Linked DNA regions of Mus musculus: region 2 is linked to region 1. A link is a contact called in public Hi-C data. All regions are on one chromosome and are shown on one strand. The core of a region is the stretch at or near the end of the contact, and the rest is flanking DNA. Distances in the headings are between cores, read along the strand shown. Region 1 holds the start of 4930412B13Rik (RIKEN cDNA 4930412B13 gene). Region 2 overlaps 4930412B13Rik (RIKEN cDNA 4930412B13 gene).

Region 1 (6,930 bases), core at 3,487-5,986:
AGCAGAAGACACTGCAAGCATGTAAGAGCATGTGTTAAAAGGTTAATAACGCTGCTATTTGGGTTTAGGAGTTGTGTATGGAGGCAGATATGCAATGTGATAATCTAGAAAAGTGTTTGCATCTGAAAAGGAATCAAGTTTATTTTTCTTTCAGAGGTGTGCGCGTGTGTGTGTGCTGGCACGTGGATGTGTGCATGTATGCCTGTGCTTCTCTGTGTGTGTTTGTGTGCATGTGTTTCTGTATATGTGGGGTTTTTTTTTGTGTGTGTGCGTGTGTGTGTGTGCATTCATGTGGCTACAAACTGCTATAGGAACCTGTTATCGCATCAGACCACTCCAACAGTCACTGACTGAAGAGTATATGAAGTCGAGCCTTTGTTCTCTGGAAGATGAATGATGAAAATAGCTCTATGTAGCTTTCTGTCTCTAGAGAGGAAAGAATGTTCTAGTTACTATTCTTCAAAGCAGATTGTGGTAAGAGTTAAGTGGAATCAGTAGACACACACACAAGAAGGAAAATGATAATATTGAGAATGCACACCCATCTAGAGCTTCACTGCTCTTCTTGATTTCCAAAGAGTTCATCTCATTGAGTTCTCCAAATCACTTTGTGAACTGCAAGTCACACTAATGTTGCACATGACAAAATGAGGCTTTTCTGAGTTCTCCAAATCCTATCCATAACATGTAGCTAGGCAGGCATTGATCCCAATTCCCTGCTTCACTCACTGTTCTAATTTGTTTTCTATTGGGATAAGCATCATGACCAAAAGCATTCTTACACTTTCCTGTCCCAAATCCATCACTCAGGAAAGTAAGGACAGGAACTCGAGGCAGAAACCTGGAAGCAGGGCTGCTGCCGAGGCCATGGAGGAACTCCACTCACAGACTTGCTCTCCACGACTCTTGCAGGTCACTCTATACAACCCAGTATCACCCAGAAATAGCACCTTCCATAGTCTGCTGACCGCCCACCCCAACACCAGTCCTTAACCAAGACGACTAGGTGAGCTGATAGAGGCATTTTCTTAGTTGAGGCTCTCTGTTCCCAGATGACACCAGCTTGTCTCAGACTGGCAAAAACTAACCAGCACACTCATTAATTTCAGAGGAATGTTAAGCTGTTCATCGCAAGTCACACACCATTTTCACATTGAAAGACACAACCTACTTTCTTATTCTGAAGTCCCCCAGCTTCAAAAAATAAATGAGGTCGAGGAATCTGTCAACTAATAAAGAATCTGCATGGGAAAGCAAGGATGTCTGCATCCAATACAGATAACCAGACGCACACTGGCTGAAAAATACAACTCAACCTAGGTGAGTGAATGGAGCCCAAGGCTGGGGTGGGGGCCTGCCTGGGTATCTCCTGCTAGCAGCAGGGTTTTTGGCTTCAGTCCTAGAAATGCTCACACACATTTTGGAAGCTCGGCTAGAAGCAGGGAGAGGTTATTTGAGACGAAGTGATTGTGACCTATCTGAAAGGTTCTGCTCTTCTCCAGCAGATAGCCTATCTCGCGGGGGCTGCCAGGACGGATGAGTCACCTGCCGGGGACACTGCTCCTACATAGGTCTCCTTTCATGCAGCTACACAGAATAAAGGCATTTTAGTCTCCTAGGAATTTGTGCCTCTTGTCATCTGCATTCTTCACATTTAGCTCGTAACATAGGCCTATACAAGACTCTTGGCTCTGCCACATTCTAAAGTTCTGATCACTAGCAACTACCTTCTGCACTTCTTTCTCTTGAATAGATGTTTTATTCTAGGACAATTACAAGGACTCTCATTCAGTCTGGAGTGTTACCTGGGTGCAGCCAGAAGGTGTATTCCTCATCTTCCAGCTGCCACAACAGGTCAACTCCTATATGCATTTTTAGATATGAAGGACTGAAATTCCTTTGAAGCCACACACCAAAATAAACCTTATACCCATCAGGGAGTTTCTGTCAAAAGAGTGATACAGAAGTAACTGTTATCAATACATAACTTTAATTGACCATGATAAAATATAGTTTATTAAAAGCAATAGTGAAATATATAAGGATATATTAAACACCACAAAATAATTTTATATTTTGATTGAGCATATTAAAAGACTATATTTTATTTATATTTTAATTGTGCATGTTAAAGACATGGCCAATATCATAAACTCATATTATGTAACAAGGTTTAGAACACTCTAATAGATGCTGTTAGGGCTGTTAGATGAACCCGAGAGTGAAGTTACTAATAAGATATCTAAGTAGAGACACAAAGCTACAAATAACCTATTAAGGGGGGAAAATGACAACTGGTTTAATGTATCTACTGAGCTTGTTTTACAGTCTCTCGATCTCCTCAAGCTGTGATTCCTGTGCCCTTCACAGGTAGCAACACCAACGTGTGTCCATCTTCCTTCTCGAATCACGAAAGGCTTGTGGGTACATGAGATATTGTTTAACTAACATCAAATGTCACTCTGGGTGTGAGAGAACTCCAGGTTCTCATAGGCTGCCTTAACATCTTCCTGGAAGATAATTCCTATTACCTCATTGAATGATATCTCTTTTCTCTGTAAAGTCCTTTGTCCTCAAAGTAATATGCATTCGAGCTCCTATTGATTGCAGTCTAAACGAATGGACTTTTATTTTTAATTGTGGTTTCACTTGAAATATAAGTGAGGCTCAACCCACGACAGTCCTGCTAAATAGCCACGTAAGGTTGGATTTCTTCATTTTCCACTTCTCTCATGCTGTGTGCTGCTTTAGTGCCTTGCTAATGTGATTATGACACCATGAGAGATTAGTGGCAACACAGGTGCTTTTTTGGTATGATAACAGGTGATTGATAGTCAAATATTGCTAAATATCCCTAGGAAAACATTACCTCATATGAGGAAGAAAAGCTATAGCCATTGTCATACTTAACTCATGAATTCACCAAGAATCCTAATGGATTTCTTTTCACTGTGCATATGAAATAAAACATGTATATTAATATTGGTTATTATGTTAGCTTGCTACCTTCTTGATATAGATATACACAAATCTTAAAAGTTAGTACCATTTGGAGTCAAATATCAAGGCCAATAGAGCTATTGTCCTAGTGTAGTAGAAATGGGTACATGGAGTTACTCTTCTTACTACAGGTATCATGGGACAAAGACTTTGCATGACATTCTCAAAGAATTACTAAAAACATTACTTAAAAATACACATTTCTCTTCTACCTAGTCTCTCAGTGAATTTTTATTCTAGTAAATATTTACCTACATTTTAAAAAAAGATTTATTTATTTATTATTATATGTAAGTACACTGTAGCTGTCTTCAGACACTCCAGAAGAGTGAGTCAGATCTCATTACAGATGGTTGTGAGCCACCATGTGGTTGCTGGGATTTGAACTCAGGACCTTCAAAAGAGCAGTCAATGATATTAACCGCAGAGCCATCTCACTGGCCCATTTACACACATTTATTTGCATGTTAGCCTATGGAGTTCTTCATGACTGAGCTGAGTTGTAATCATATCTTTAATGCTGACAACTTGCACAGTTCGTGTCAGGCAGGAACTCAGTACATGTCTATTGTGTAAATGAGTGGCTTAGGGAAGAAATTAGTAAATAAGGACTGAGAGAAAGGAGAAGATATGAGAGACCAGGGTTGGACCATCCCAAGATCCTAAGTCATTTCTGTCTTTTTAACATACCCGCAATTTCCAAACTTAATCTTGTTTTCTCTCATCGAGCAGCTATGTGAGAGACATTTAATACTCCTTGGAGATTTATGTTTCCTTTTCTCCTTTTTGTTACACAAAGTTACATGCCTGATTTTAGCAGGAGTCACTATGGAATGGGCCACAGTATGCTTGCATAGCTTTGACAGTATGTGGAGAGAGCAGCCCTGCCCCCTTAGCCTGTGGCGAGAATGAGAATGGCCTACCTGATTGGCCTCTGGATTGCCACCCCATTGCTACTCACCTTTTTTATATATGTGAAATAGGATGTTTTCAGACTTCATTCATTCAGTGCTGTTTGCCTTAGTTCGGTGTGGCAAAGTTTCTATTGGTAAAATTCCCGTGTTTATTCCTGGCCTCTGCTGAGGTGGGTGATTATGTTGATAGCTCATGTCTGGACCAATTGTCTTATCAAGTGGTGAGTCATATTTCCTGAGTGTTGTACTCTGTTCCAAACATCTTTTCCCACTTCTTACAGTACGGACATGCTGAGAACAGCTCAAGTTTGTGCAGTTCTGGTTCTGTTTGGCTTAATGACCCCTTCATGTCTTAGAAGCAGCCAGGGGCAGTCAAGTCCCTCAATACTTTCCTCTGGAAACCGACCCGGCTAAGTATCTCGTTAATCACTCTCAAATTATTTTCCAGAAAATATGAGGGTACAAACATAATTTCGTCATGTTCTATGCTGCTTAGTAACAAGGTCCCTTCTTCTGTCTCCCAATAGCATGGTTCTCGTTTCCATCAGAGACCTCATTAGAATTGGGCTTAATGTCTGTGTCATACCTGTAACCTCTACATTTTATTTATGTATTCTCCAAGAACATGATAGCATTCTCCTCAGCTTTCCTCTTTTCTTCTGAGCCCTCACTATGACCTGTTCAATAGCCTCTTCTCCAGTACACGTGTAAAAGCTTGTCCAGTGTTTACTCAGGTACCCATTCCATGGCTTTACACACATTTTCCAGATATTTGTTAGAGTAGTATCCCACTTCCTATGTTCATGTTCTGTATCAGAGTTCTCCAGAGAAACAGAACACAGAATGTGTGCCCACAGTTCCTTATGGTAACTCTGCTAGATGGAATTGGCTCAGGTGACTACGGAAGCTAAGAACTCTCATGATCTGCTCTCTACATGCTGGGTGCCCAGGAAAACCTGGTGTGTGCTTTCATTCCCAGTGAAACCAAAGAACCAGTTGTCCAATGGTGTCTCAGTCAGGGAGCAGATGAAGGTGCTTAACCAGCTCCAACACTAAGAGATAGAGAGTAACTTCTCTCTTTCTTCACCCTTTTATTTCATAATTTCCCTCAATGGACTAGAGTATACTTATACACCAATTCAGATGCTAATCTGATCCTGAAATACTAAACACACACACACACACACACACACACACACACACACACACACACAGAGAGAGAGAGAGAGAGAGAGAGAGACAGAGACAGAGACAGAGAGAGACAGAGAGACAGAGATGAGAGAGACACAGAGACACAGAGGGACAGAGATGAGAGAAAGAGAGAGAGACAGAGAGACACAGAGAGAAAGAGACAGAGAGAGAGAAAGAGACAGAGACAGAGACAGAGACAGAGAGCCATATATACCAATGTATAAAAGTAACCGGAATACACTCCACAGACTAAGGGACTGATAGGTAATATCATTGCCTGAGGCATTAAGCCTTTTTTTACTGAGACATGCATTGTGACTCTAATGTTTGTTCCATATTCAATTGTTCAGGGAGGTGTAACCTTTCAAAAGCTAGCAGCGCAAGCCCTAGAGCATTGGGCGTGGCGTTTGGAAATATGTTCTTGTACTTAGTCCTCTTATTTAAGTAATTACCATGCATGCAAATTGTACTATTTCTTGGTAAGATTCTAAGGAAGATATATAAACAAACAAAATGAAGCAAGGCAAAACTTTCCCTAGGGGCTAAATGCAGACAGCATGTTAAAACTTGCATCTTAATTGCTTATGGCTTGCAAAGAGTTGGAAAAGATAACTTCACTTACAGTTTATTCACCCTGCCAAAATAAGAGTTTGGCACATGCAGCCACATGCTGACCCATGCCAACTCCTGCCAGCCACACCATTCACTTCTTCATCAACTGTTGTGTGAGCACCAGATCAAGTTTACTCAAATGGCTACACAAATGTACTGATTGGAAATTTTGTTCATCTTTAGAGCTTCTTTCAACTTTTAGGTCAGTTTTCAAATGAAGCTGAGCAATTTATATATTGTGAGGGTTACAGGCAACAGGTAACTTTGAGAAGATTTAACATAATCATATTTATGTTTATTGTCTCCATTTATGGTGTGCTTTGAAGGCACTTAGAATCTTAGTTTTCTTATCAGAGACCTGGTTTACTTAGGTGATTAGACCTAATCTGTGTTTGTTGTTGTTTTGCATTAAACATTGGGTTTCCCTTTAACACCCTGGCTGTGGAAAGCATGGCACTTTGTGTACATACCCCATTCTGGAAGAATGAATTTGTTACAGCTTGCTGTATTCTCATCTTTCTGCAACAGCAGGCCCAAATACATCGTCACTGATTTTTGACAGAGGCTTCATGCTTCTTGCCTATAGTTACTTCTGTTCTCAAATAATTTTTAAGGGGAAGGTGGGGGGAGCTTGTCAATTTTTTCCATTTTTTTCTTGAGTCTAGCACACTGGATTCAGTACTCCTGACTGAAACAGCATATGATCCAATAGGGCTCATCTGCCTGGGACCTAAGGCTGTGTCAGGAGCTGACCCCTATTTCACAGCTCTCCATGAAGGAGCTTAGGGAATACACAAAAACAAGGAAGAGCTCCATTTATTGCTTCTTGAGTAATATGATGCCTTGGGGTGAAGTGAGGAAAAGCCAGACAACCTTTCTGTAAGTTCTTTGGGGATGGGCGCTGGCAGACTGTAACCTGGCAACTCTCCATCATGGAATATCCATCCGGCTTGTTTATCTCTGGAAAAACACCACTCTGTTTCCACAGCCTGCTGCTTGTCAAGGAGTGGTGCAAGAGATGGTCTCTGAGTTCAAGGAGAGGGTAAGCTAATCACTTGCTGTGGGGATATTCTAGGCAGCACTGAATCCTCCTCTGTTCTCAGATGGCAAGTGACATGAGACTGAATGGTCTGAACACAGGTGACTGATTGAATGTGGCTGACCTTAGATTCTGATAACTACCACTCATATATATTCTATAAGCAGAGCCTAG
Region 2 (6,303 bases), core at 596-3,095, 60 kb before region 1:
CATGAGATCTCCTGGAGCTGGAGTTACAGGCAGTTGTGAGCTGACTAGTGTGAGTGGTGGGAACCCAATGCAGGTCCTCTGCAAGTGCTATATGTGCTAAGTACTAAGTCATCTCTCCAGCTCCTTAGTTCATGTTCTTAACTTGGACTTAATTTTTCCTACTCATTCTTACCTTAAAGGCAGAATTCTTTAACCCAGTAACCTGAGGTTCTTTAACCTCCATTTAAGAGCTATCCCAACAGGCTTGGTGGTAATCATCTTTAATCCCAGCACTTGAAAGGCTGAGGCAGGAGGATCTCTGTTTGCTCAAGGTCAGCCTGACCTACATAATAAGTTCCAGGCCAAAGGGGGCTCTGTTAGAAACTCAACAAACAAACAAGAGAACAAACAAACAAAAACAAAGCTATGATTGAGCAATACCTTACATAGAGATTGGATTTACAAAGGGAAGGCTGTAGTTGACTTTCTCTCTTTATACTGGGGTTTCGGGCACTCATCTTTTATGAGTTCTCTGAAAACTGCTCAAATGTGTCCTTCATTGTGACCATGACTGTGTCCTTGCCATGCTCCGTGCTGACCCCTGAACCTTTCAGCATGCCAGCAAAGGTTGTTTCAAATTCTTCAAAAAAGCTTTGGGTTTTAGATGAATGGTTTTTAGTCATTAAATATGTGTCATTTCACAGTTGTTGCTAGTTTCTGAAGTCCCCAGGAACCTAAGTACTGGATCTGATGAGAGGGAGCTGCGGATGGGGGAGAGGAACCATTTTTAGGAAAGTTGAGTAGACACTGGTGAGCAAAACCCCCTCTTTAACTCAGAGCATGCCACCCCTAAATGTAATTCTTCTTCCTCAAATAAACAGTCTGTTGATTTGTAATTCATGCTTATGTATCCCAGTGATATGTCATGTATTAAATGATGGATCAGGCCAGAAAATACATTGGCTCAATAGTGGGTATCTTTTCTTCCTTGGGCTGGGTCAGACACCTGTCAACATGGCAGCTGGTGATGGGTTGACCACAAAGCCAGCTGCTCAGTTTCGCTTGGGAAATCCTCTTGTTTCATCAGTTTGGGGATGACCACAAACTGGAATTAAAAGTCTTGCTCACGGCTGGGACCTGAGCAGAATTCATGACACCCAATGTATATCATCCTGTCTATACACCTTTGGAGGGCAGTCACAGCCAATGAGCTGAAAAAGAAGGCATATGGATGTGTGTGTGTGTGTGTGTGTGTGTGTGTGTGTGTGTGAGAGAGAGAGACAGAGAGAGAGAGAGAGACAGAGAGAGAGAGAGAGAGAGTTAGTTTGTGCCTATGGTGTGTTTTACTGAAGTATTTAAAATTTCTTTACATAAATGAAATTGCAGTAAAATGTATAGATCTTACATTGTAAACTGTACATTTTGATTAAGATATAACATATGAACACAGATATTTCTCTATCCTAGATGGTTCTCACATAGTCAGTGTCACTGCATAAAGTCAGCCTCATTTTGACTTCCTTGCACCCTCATTAGCTTTGCTCATTTTTCTGTCACTGATGCTCACACAGCTGCCTGGTGTCTCACGATCCTCCCCATCTGACACGCATCTGTAGGGATCCACGCATGCTCTTGCTTGTTTCAGCATTTGATCCTCTTCTTTTTGTTGAGTCACATTGCATTGCAGAAAGATGCCATGGTTTGTTTGTCCATTTTCCTGAGAGACACCACAGTGCTTTTTGTTAGAGCTGCTCTGAATAAAGCCATAATGAGCATTCCTGGGCACAGTGCTTGGGGACATGTGTTTTCATTTCTCTGGGGGTGATCTCTGAGGAGAGGAATGGTAAGATCATGACTAACAGTTGTCGTTTTCATTTTAACCACACTAGGGGGTGTTGTGTGGTGTCTGTCTGAGCTTTGCCTCTGCACACCCCCGATGAGTAACAGTGTCAAGCATCTTTATGTCGTCTTTGGTGAAATAGCTAAGATGTTTGTCCCTTTACACTGGGTCTTTAAAACAGTCTTAATTTATCAGTGTTTTGATTATATACAAAATTACATGTACTTATGAAGTAAAATGACCATTTATTCATATAAAACTTGATAACAACAACTAACACAGGAGAATATTAACCAGAAATGTACGAGTATCAGCCTACTTTATTGCAGTTCTGTTTTCATATTTTAAAAGTATATATAATATATTAAATTGTTTTAAAATATGTGTTTAAAAATTACATATTACCCTACATGTATGTTAGTGTAGCGTGTGAATGCCTAGTAACTGCAGAAATCAGAAGTGGGCATCCAGTCCCCTGGAACTAGAGTGACAGCTGGTTGTAAGTTTCCATGTGGATGCTGGGAACCCAACCCATATCCTTTGCAACTGTCCTTAACCATCTCTCCAGGCCCATAGACACTCTTTATACAGCTTAAATGCATCCTTTGCCCAGCATATGCATTTTAATGCCTTAGTTTCAAGCCTTTTGCCTTCAGCTTTTATTCTTTTCCTTTCCCCTTCAGTAATTGCTCTGCAAACTCGTCCATATTCACTTGAACACAGTACTACTCCATGTGGAATGCAAGGGGCCCACCACAGCACACTGCCAGGTATCTTCCTTGTCGTTTTGACGGTTACTTTTGTATCATTTGCTACTGCACAGGTTACAGACCTCCAAAACCAAGGCTTTTGCTTTTACTTTTAATTTTTGCCTTAAATGCTTCCTCTCCTGGCTTGGCTTGATACAATCTAGAATCATCTGAGAGAAGACCATTCGTTGAAGAACTGCCTAGATAACGTTGGTGCCTGGGCATGCCTAGGAAGAGTTGGTTAATTGATGTCTGAGGGCCCAACCTACAGAATACAAAGAACTTCATTGGATCTGTAACCTTCTAGGATGGAGGGCTTCATGTCTAGGGGAGAGTCCACTGCTCTCTGTAAAGCCAGCCATCATTTATTGCTGGTTTGTCTGGTTCATTGAATTGTTTTCTGGGTATTTGCTTTCTTGAGATTTTTTGGAACTTATCAGCACATGTGATGTTTGGTTCTTCACCACTCCCTTCAATTTTCTTTCTGTCTTTCTCTGAGGCTCTGTGAGCATACATAATGATCGGGTGTGGCGTTCCCAGAGACTTCTTTCAATCATTTTTCTTTCAGCTCTGTCTTGGGTAATCCTCATGTTATTAAATTCAACAACAGGGCTCACAGGTTTTTTGTTTGTTTGTTTGGTTTTTTGTTTTGTTGCTAATGTTTCTGTTACTGTTGTTTTGACTAATTGCTCAGAGTCTGTCTGCACGGCTGGTGTCCCTGTGATATGGAGAATGTTATGTTATGCTTTGCTTTCATTCTTACTTTCCTCTTGACAGCCCATCTTCAGTGGGTAGCCCTGGGTAGCCCTGGGTCTGCATAGCTTGGCAGTCAGCCAGTGAGGGAGCTGAGGAGGTGCTCACACATCTCCAGTGCAGCCTCCAAGTCTGGCTGTACCCCAGGCACGAGTTCAAAGTTCAAGCAGGTTTCAAATGTATCCTGGGTTTTATGTTCTACTGCTCTCTCGTGGGTCTCCCCTGTGAGAGTATGCCGTGTCAGAGCCATCGAGGGGCCTCATTTGAGCCGTCTAGCTCTCTCATTTCTAGAATTTCCATGAATAGTATCTGAGTAGCCTGTCTTTCTGCTGTACAATCTGGCTTTCGCTATATCCTCAGACTATATAACACATAGGAGAATCCCCAATATATTTTTTCCTGCCAGACTTAATATCTTTATTGACAACCTAACAAAAATGGTAGGCATGGTGAGCTCCTCTAGCCATAACCTAGAGGTGGTTGACGGCTCACCAATACCGGAGCTTGAGGATGATGGGAGCAGCCCAGGCTGGGCTCACGGACCCCACTTACTTGGTTATCAGTTGTTCATGGATAAACACTTCCCTCTGATCTCTCTCTCTATTTTGTTTCCAGACCCTGAAGTGATCACTTTTGCCAAATTTCTCTTATATTAAAAATGTTAGGAGATTTGCAGCTGTTTTTATGATGTTGAGAGATCTTGTCAAAGCAGATATATTTTGACAGAAGCTAGAGAAGGCAAAGACACTGGTCATAGCTCCAGAGTTAGTGAGACATACAGAGTGGATTCTGCTCACATTTGCTAGAGCTCTGTTGCCCATATACCCTTCACTACAAATGAAGCTTTTTTTTTTAAACAATAAGACGTTGTAATAGTTGATTCTATGGGTCATTTTCTTGTAGTATCCTTGAACCCTCTGGCTCCTACAATCCTTCCTCCCCCTCTTCTACAAGACTCCTTGATCTCTGCCTAGGGTTTGGCTGTGCATATATGTTATGATTGTGTAGCTTGGTGTTCTTGTGGAACTACTAACAGTGGGAGTGGGGATATTTTTGACACTTTGTCTGCTTTGGGGCCCCTTATCCTCATATTGAGTTGTCTTGTCCAGCCTTGATATGACAGGATGTGCCTAGTCATATTATAACTTGATATGCCATGTTTGGTTGATGGCCCTGGGAGGCCTGCCATTTTCTGAAATGAATGAAGGAAGAGTGGATGGGGAGGGGGGAGGAAAAAAAATAGGGGGAGAAGAGGGAGGGGAAACTGTTGTCAGGATCTAATATGTGTGAGAAGAATAAATAAACAAAATTTAAAAAGAAGCCGTGATAGATAGGTAGTTAACCGCAGGGGAGCTTGCTTTTGAATCTATTGCCCCATGACTGGGGCGTACCAGTCTGACTTGCATGAAGAGAGTTTAGGAAACGCCTGGAGAGCCTGGCTTTGAGTAGACAGAATAGAAAAGGGTGCCTGAGAGCATTTGAAAGCTGCCAGGCTCCTCAGGGACTCCTCTGGCATCATTCCTTACCATCCTCCACAGTCCTTCCTCCCCTTTGTTCTCTAGTAACAGGGTACCTTGCCAAAGGGCTCCAGGCAAGCTGGAAATCCCCACAGCCGAGGGAATTCCAGTAGAGACCAGAAGTGCATGAAAACAGCATCTCAGGTGTGTGTGTGCGCATGTATGTGTATACGTGTGCATGTGAGTGTGTGTATGTGTGTGTGCATGTATATGTGCATGCACGCATGTGAGTTTGTATATGTGTGTGTGTTCAAGTGTGTGGTGTTTTGCCAGGTGCCTAGAGCAGATAGAGGTGCAGACTTTCACTAAACAGTTGCGCTTCATTTGGCTCTTCATCTTGTAGACTAGAACCTTGTAGACTAGAACCTTGTAGACTAGACTCTCGTTTGGCTCTTCATCTTGTAGACTAGAACCTTGTTTCCTCTGAGTAGGAGGAGTATAGTCCGCACCTCAGGTTATGTAGTTTTACTAGTGGGTATCATTCCGTTCAAACTTAGAAACTATAAAAACCAAAAGGAATGCATTTGGGTCTTAGGGGCTGTCATTTTGAAAAAATGGGTTCAGCTAGTCTGAATGACTTTCCTGGGAAGGCAGAAAAAATTGATGGTTTTATGCACTGGAAAGAAACTGGGACCATGTAACTGATAATCAAAATGGAGCAGGGGGATGCCACTAATAAAGGCATGTACAAACATATGGAAATGTCCAGAAAACAACAGCTGATAACCTCTTGATATGTGCTAGGAACATCTGGCTACAAGGTGATCATCTAGTTATTTGGGTTCTTTTTAGATGCATGAAAAAAGGGTCAAAGCAATCGAAGTTCTCATTCTAAACAGCATAAATTCTGGTTTCTAGGTGGCCTCTGCACTCTATTCTCAGAGTCCATCTATTTCAATGTTCCTTTCAATTTCATATTCATGTATTTTGTCCATGTTACCCGATTTCAGCCTGGTGCGATGTCTCATTCAGCCATTTCTATTCCCTGATTTTTCACCCCAGGTTTAGCTTTTAATGTCTTAAATCAGGTTGGTCAGAACTGTGTACCATATAGGACACACAGCATCCCTGCCATTTCCAAGTGTAGTTTCTCAATGGTAATGGCTCTGTTAAACCCCACTGGCCATCCGGCTCGGCTCAGGATGCACTGCAGACCTGGGAGCTCAGAACTGCAGGTGGTGAGGTGCAGGCAGCAGCGAGGGCTAAGAAACAATGGCCTCATGGAAAACCAAGCCTCATGTCATACACTCATGTTTGTCTTTGCCTTTTTATCTTAAACCAATACTTACCACATCCCCGAGAGACACACTGGAGTAGTAATTGGCAGAAAATACAGTGATACAGAAACTGAATTATATCACGGTCTCCATCACAGTATGTAAATACTTCTGAGGTCATGTTGGCTGGATGCCTTTCGGAGTCCTTGTGTTTATGAGCTTCTTTGGTGGCTGACAGTCTAAGAGAG

The links. A called contact is a pair of places that touch in the nucleus more often than the background predicts.
Region 2: a Hi-C map of adipose-derived mesenchymal stem cells shows a contact between it and region 1, with 1.7 times the contacts expected there. The contact joins the enhancer-like site here to the promoter of 4930412B13Rik in region 1.

What each region holds. Positions count from the first base shown.
Region 1 is chr2:117,819,734-117,826,663 of GRCm38.p6, reverse strand. It overlaps 4930412B13Rik (RIKEN cDNA 4930412B13 gene), which reads right to left and starts at 4,736. Exons shown (of 6, transcript NR_040631.1): 1 at 3,962-4,736; 2 at 1,806-1,944.
Region 2 is chr2:117,877,818-117,884,120 of GRCm38.p6, reverse strand. 4930412B13Rik (RIKEN cDNA 4930412B13 gene) reads right to left here. Exons shown (of 6, transcript NR_040631.1): 3 at 6,128-6,294. All of the region lies in intron 8 of Gm13986 (predicted gene 13986), which reads left to right. Among named protein-coding and RNA genes, the nearest start is that of 4930412B13Rik, 59 kb to the right of the region's middle. Within about 2 kb of position 1,845, at least 38 of the 459 cell types and tissues checked have an H3K27ac peak or open chromatin away from gene starts, as enhancers often do. A contact at or near this core is called in adipose-derived mesenchymal stem cells, where this site is marked.